Linked DNA regions of Mus musculus: region 1 is linked to region 2. Evidence: chromatin contacts called from public Micro-C data. All regions are on one chromosome and are shown on one strand. The core of a region is the stretch at or near the end of the contact, and the rest is flanking DNA. Distances in the headings are between cores, read along the strand shown. Region 1 overlaps Tenm3 (teneurin transmembrane protein 3). Region 2 overlaps Tenm3 (teneurin transmembrane protein 3).

Region 1 (3,352 bases), core at 364-2,863, 120 kb after region 2:
AGAAATACAATATAAACAATAAAACTCAACTACTCTTAGCTGGCGGTGCAGTTAAAAACCAAGAGTTCCTTGTAACTTTGTTAAGGTCGACGGTGAAAGAGAAGACGGAATGATTTTTATCCTTTATAACTAACAGTGAGAACCTTCCGCTAGCTCCTCCTCGGGACAGAATTGGTATAGCTCACACAACCGATGGCAGGAAATAACAGTGTATTCATCATGTGATGGCTTTCTCAACCTAGAAGTTCATTTAAATGCTGGCATTAGCCATGGGCTCTGTTTGACATTGGGGGTGTAGGGGGAAAGGGCATTCTCTGGGTCCAGAGTTCACCATTTCTGAGCTTTTAGATGGTGATAATGCATTTCCTCTGAGCCTAATAAAAAGCTAGTGAATCACAGAAATAAACGGCAGCCATGGTAGAGGATGCTTGCTGCCAGGCTGCCCGGAAAAGACGGACAAGGAAAAGCCTAACACTTTGTTCATACAACACCCAACACCAAGGAGCTAATGACTGTCCCAGTGCTGTCCACAGAAAAAAACAAAACAAAACAAAACAAACAAAAAACAGAAGCAAGCAAGCAAACAAACAAACAAAAAACACGAGTTGTATCAGCCAGGAGATATTTAATCACCAAGTAGATTCGCTTAGGATAATTTTCATCAAGTTATATTTTCAGATGAGCAGACAGCCACAGTGACCTGGCCCATGCAGGAAGTTCTAATTTCAGAACCCTTTTCAGAATATACTACCAATATGTTAGAGATGGATCCAGAAGACAAGAAATGCATCAAAATGGTTTGTTTTGGGGGGTGGGGTGGGGTGTTGAGTTCCAGATAACCACTTGTCTGATCACAAACAGAGAACAGAATTTTTAGGGGTATGGATCCCGCTTCCTATAAGGGAAGAACTTCATTTCCCAATAGAACTAAGGAGTATATGACCCAGAAGCTCATTGGAAAAGGGCATTTCTTTAAGGGTCCCACAGACCTTTATTTTGAGTATCTTTGAAAACATTGCAGGAACGAAGTTTAAAGAGTGAGCTTGCTCCCCCCCTCCCCATTGCAAGAAAGCAAAGACATTTTTGTTTTAACTCGAGGTCATTCTTAAGTGTTGTACTTGGGGAAGGGGCACTATTTGTTTAGGAACCACGGGCAACGTCTAGGCGGAGGAAGTCTAGAACCAGTCAGCTGTCCACACGATCACCGAGTCAAGGCTCATGGGACCCACAACCGCTGTTTATAACCCCTTCCACTCCCCACCTGCCCAATCAGTGAGGGGGTGGGAGAAAACAGCAGTTGAGAATTGTATCACGGAGGCGACAGTCTCACCTCTTATAAGGAATGAAATGTGTGAAAAGATGAAAAAGCTCACTGATTCAGCATCTAAGAAATTTCCAGCAATCTGGAACTGATCTTTAAAAACGGCAAAACACCGGGGTAAGGGGGGGGGGGCGTATAATTACGATACATTTCTGTTAGTGAGAAAAGCGTTGGGCTAGTTTATTTTTGAACTTTGAAGGCGTCAAAATGTGCCCCGTTGTAAATCGTAGCAGCCTGTGCACCGAGCGGCCTTACTGATCCAATGATGTGAGGGCTTCGAGCGGGAGGTGTTACCTGCTTTCCAGTGGTACATTACTGCCAAGGACCCAGCTGTCCTGCAGCTGGACGGACTCGGGTGTGGTTTGCAGCTCGGCGGGCAAAGCAGCCGGCGGGGCCGGACTCTGGTTCCTTCTATTGGTCAGGGAGTTTCTATTGAGGGAAGTGATGGACGGGTGATGCTGCGCCGGGTGCTGCTTGTGGGATGGCGGCAAAGGCTGCAGGGTGGGTTGCCCTGGGTTGTTTGAAGGTTGCTCTGCGGAAGGAGAGAGACAAAGGGAAATTCATTATACATTTCTGTGTGTATGTAGGTGCATCCGCACTGCCACTTTTCTTGCAGAGCTGCATCGGATAAATTAGAATTTAAAAAACTGCACAGAAACCCACAACCTAACACATTTGCATATTATTCTATTAAGGGACTGCTCAGTGACATTCTCAAAGACCAAGTTTACCCTTGATACGCAAAGTTCTAATTAATATACAACAGATGGCAAAATTGCTTTTGGTTTTAATTTGTTTCAGTTTTTTTTTCATCTGGCTTTATTAACACCTACAGAAAACATCACCTGACAGCTCCCCTAATGTGCCTTTAGATTTCAGCTTTTTTTTTTTTTTTTTTTTTTTTAAACAAACCGAGCCTGAAATTAAATGGGTGATTTTGGTAAAACACAAAGGTTTTCGAAATGCATATAATCCCTGTAATTATTTAATGGAGTTTTTTTAAGCTTTATTTAACAGCAATAAATTATTACAAGCTAGTTGCTAAACAGCAGTAGACTGCTCTAGTTTAGTGCATCTCAAACAAGGCGGCTCCGTGCTATGATCCACTAATAGACGCTAAACATTCCGTAGCAGAAGGTCACTCCGTGAAGCAGATGTTGTTGCGTGGATACTTAACAGACTGAATCACATCCGATTACAGCGTCAGAGACTTAATGACCGTGACATCCATTAGAACACACACAGAACAGATTTTCCAATTTCAGTGTGCTGTAGAACCACAGCTTTTGGAGTGAAGTCCTAGGTGACCAGAGCGACTCCTGCCATTAGATCTGTGGCACAAATAGTTTGTTCCAAACCAGAATCATAAGGGGCTCAACGATTTCAAAATATGAGCACAATATTGCATTGTAACTGTGGGAAAGTTCACCAGTAAACAATCTGCTAAATATCACAAGTCATTGTAACATCTAAGATCTTTGTACGACTTAGCTTTGGACATGTGTAATACTGAACTGACAAATATAGTTTTGTAATAGAAAGGTGATCACTTCATTTAATGTCAAACACCCACAAGATGCCTATTTTTTTTTATTAAATGTAGTTCAAAATGCAACATAATTTTAAAGTGTCTTATTGGATCACGCTATTGATATAAATACCTATATTAAAGGAGAATAGGGAATGGAATGACTATCTTTCGTAGACTGTGAAGTCCAGTAGCGGTTATTAAGGTAAATAATACAGTACATACTGTAACTCTGGTTGCATGAGATGAATACATGATGTATATAATAAGGTGATTATCTTATCACGCCTCTTTAGCAGATAAGCAATAAAAATTGCTCCTCCCACATCATATAACATCAAGGGTTATTATGTTTTTCTAACAGTGCCTAATAGTCTCTATCATGTAACTTAATGACCAACAACCTCTTACTCTTGAAATGAAAATCATAGCTAATACCTGAATATATGAAAACCGAGCAGAACCCCTGGTACAAGCTCTAGCTCTGCAGCTCCCCACACTAG
Region 2 (3,000 bases), core at 496-2,995:
GTCACCGAGCTATCTATTTGCATTTCCCTAACTTCCTATCTATTCTTTGGAACCATCTGAACTCAGTTGCAGACAGTAAGAAACATCTCCAATAAATACTTCAACACAATTCTTCAAAGACAAAAAATATTCTCTGACAGGACCACAGTATTCTATCACGCCTCAGAAAACGGGATGAACTTTTATGGCAAATGAGTACATGGCTCTCAGCCTCTGCTTCCTGCACTGTCCTGGGTTTTTAAGAGTCTGAGAGTTGTTGCCTTTCTATTAAAAAAGACAATACAACATGACGGGTGATGGGTGGACGCCCAGCCTCATGCTGAGAATCCTTCCCACGGAGACAGCAGGATGCAGCAGACTCACATTCCATCCTGGCGGGTAATGGTATATCCATATTCCGAGTAGTGTAAAAACGACACGTTGACGCCAATAAGTGGGGTTCCATCAGCTGTTAGTACTTGGCCTCTGATGACGGACGCAAGACTGTGGGAAAAGTACAAAAGACTGAATGAATCTCTGTTTTCCCTGGCCAACATTATCATGATTAATAGATAAGTCAAGCCAAAGGTAAAAATATCATAAACAATCAAGGGCTATTCACAAAAAAAAGAAAAGAAAAAAGAAAAAGAAAAAAAGAAAAAAAAAGCAGATCTGAAATAGCCCCAAGACCATCTTCCTTTAAATTCAGTGTAATTTATTTCTCTAAATGCCTGGTGTTCACCCCGAGTTTTAATTTGCTGCAATCTATTTATTTTGGAGCATTACCAAGACTAGTAATTTTAAAAATTATAATTGATGCCCTTTTTCCCCCCATATAACATATATATGACTTCTAGAAGAAAAGTATCCTTTCCAATGAATTCCAGGGCAATCTGTAAATCTGCTGGGACCACAAAGTACAAGATTTAAGTGGGCAATGAGAAACACGTGTGCAGCAGCTTCTAAGCTGCTCCTGGGGCTCGGTGCATGATTGCCGTCAATGGCTGCAGACCCAGGAGTTCTGCGTAAATCATCTGCCTCTGCCCAGCGAGACGCGAGACACCTGCTTTCAGTTTCTGGTTGATTTTCAGGTCATTACTGCTCTGTAAAACACCAGTCAAACAGCTTATGCAACCTTACTGCCATGCCGTTAGCAGCTCCATTACATTAATTCATAATTATTTAGTGAGCCCAGCTTAAAAAAAAAAAAAAAAAAAAAGAAGTGCACTTCTCTTTGCCTTTTGGGGTCTTTTCATCATGCTTTCTGAAATGTTTCCAACTGGGCTCAAAAAAAAAAAAAATCAGCTGGTTAAATGAAGATTTATTGACTCCTTAACGGGATGTCCTGTTAAATGTCAGGTATTGAAATTGACAAAGTATGTGAACAGTGTCAAAAATGCTCAAAATGGGAAGTTTGATGAAGAATTTTGCAAAAAAGGAAAAAAAAACCACATATAAGCAGTTTTCTCAAACACACCCATCAGCATTTCACACAAAGCCTGCAGAACTGTTCTCAAGACCCTTATGAGGAAAGCAAGCATTAACCTCTTATTGAACGGACTTTCTCCAGGGAGCACGTGGGTGCTATCCGATCCAATCAGGAAACTGATTCGGTCATAGAAGGACTTGGCAGCTTGCTGAGATGGTGTCTGAAGGCTTTGGCTAATGATATCCTGAGGATCAGGCAAGCCACGACAGTAGGGCTGGTTTTGGCAGGAGCTCTGGAGGCAGCAATCAGGATCCATGCAGTCAATGAGTCCGTCTGCAGAGGAAGCAGCAAACCGGTTAGCCGGCTAGCCCGATCTGCTCCGTGTGCCACGCACAGCGTGGGGTGACTTGTGTCTACTGGCGGGTTTGTTTCATGGCAGTTAATTTGCCACTGTGTATCTGATGGCTATCTTTGCGAGGCATCCTTTTGGAAGCCCAATGAAATACAGACATCGTACTGGAATCTGCTTTTACAGAAAGTAAAGGGCTAGATTGAGAACAGTTGAAAGTAATCATGTTTACCATTTATTCCCAGTGAGGAATGTGCAGTACTGATTAGAACACCTTATTAGCAGGAAGGAATCAAGACAGTTGTAAACACAATTATTGAAACTGTCTATGTTTTAGAGAAATGCCCCAGGAGTTCCCATACTAGGCACACAGAGAAAACAGACAGGGACCCTTGTACGTTGAAGCTCTAAAATTCGGAAAAGGACTGCAAAGGGAGAGATGTGAAGAAGCCATCACAAACACGCTAACATAAAGTGGGTGAGTTTAGCCAGCCATCTCCCATAGAAACAGTTCTTCTAAGAAGGGTAAATTACATTCTAGCAGGGAGTAAGGCATTTCTCAAATTGATTTCTTTCTTTACTACCCCTAAAATGCAGTATTATTAAAACAACAACAACAACAACAACAAAATAGCAAATGTAAATTAGTCATAATCATGGAGGTTATAAAAATGTCAACCATGGAACATAGACCTACGATATTCGTGACATAAAGGAGCATGGGTACAGTCACCAATGTCTTCTTGCTAAGAATATTACAAAGGAACACTTGGTGGCTCACAGTCACGCACCACATGACACATTTCTGTTAACAAGGAGCTGCACGCAAGTCAGTGGTCTCAAAAGACCTAGCGCTGCTGCCTGCTAGTGTGACCTGCTTGCCCAGCGCGCTGCCAGTCACAGAAAACTGGGCTGCAAGGAACATGCCATCAAGTACATAGCATTTAATAGCGGTAATAAATGACTATGCTGCTGGTTTATTATCACTTGTTCCATGATATCATTTGCCATCTCTTCAGAGTATGTTCCGTCCGGTGCATTTTACATGATGTGCCTTGCTATGACAACAGAGGTTTCTCATGTCTCAGGATCACCGTCTCTTTAACATTAGGTAACCAGGATAAGCGAACGCTTTAGAGGCCTGGAGCAGTGATCAAATGGTTCGGTGATGCAGGTCTTGGAATGCTTCTTGGGCCTGAATATATTCTGCATGAGGCTTATCACCACCCATGTGATATGCGAG

The links. Hi-C and Micro-C count contacts between places; a contact is called where the count stands out from the background.
Region 1: a Micro-C map of muscle stem cells shows a contact between it and region 2, with 2.5 times the contacts expected there. The contact joins two enhancer-like sites. A contact is called at or near these places in 6 of 484 Hi-C or Micro-C datasets (cerebral cortex, female germline stem cells, forebrain and 2 more) and 1 of 9 other capture datasets (pancreatic islet).

What each region holds. Positions count from the first base shown.
Region 1 is chr8:48,415,393-48,418,744 of GRCm38.p6, forward strand. Tenm3 (teneurin transmembrane protein 3) reads right to left here. Exons shown (of 27, transcript NM_001145937.1): 3 at 1,616-1,853. Among named protein-coding and RNA genes, the nearest start is that of Gm51531, 110 kb to the left of the region's middle. Within about 2 kb of position 1,614, at least 3 of the 459 cell types and tissues checked have an H3K27ac peak or open chromatin away from gene starts, as enhancers often do. A contact at or near this core is called in muscle stem cells, where this site is marked.
Region 2 is chr8:48,299,231-48,302,230 of GRCm38.p6, forward strand. It overlaps Tenm3 (teneurin transmembrane protein 3), which reads right to left. Exons shown (of 27, transcript NM_001145937.1): 13 at 1,525-1,741; 14 at 364-483. Among named protein-coding and RNA genes, the nearest start is that of Gm51531, 11 kb to the right of the region's middle. Within about 2 kb of position 1,746, at least 34 of the 459 cell types and tissues checked have an H3K27ac peak or open chromatin away from gene starts, as enhancers often do. A contact at or near this core is called in muscle stem cells, where this site is marked.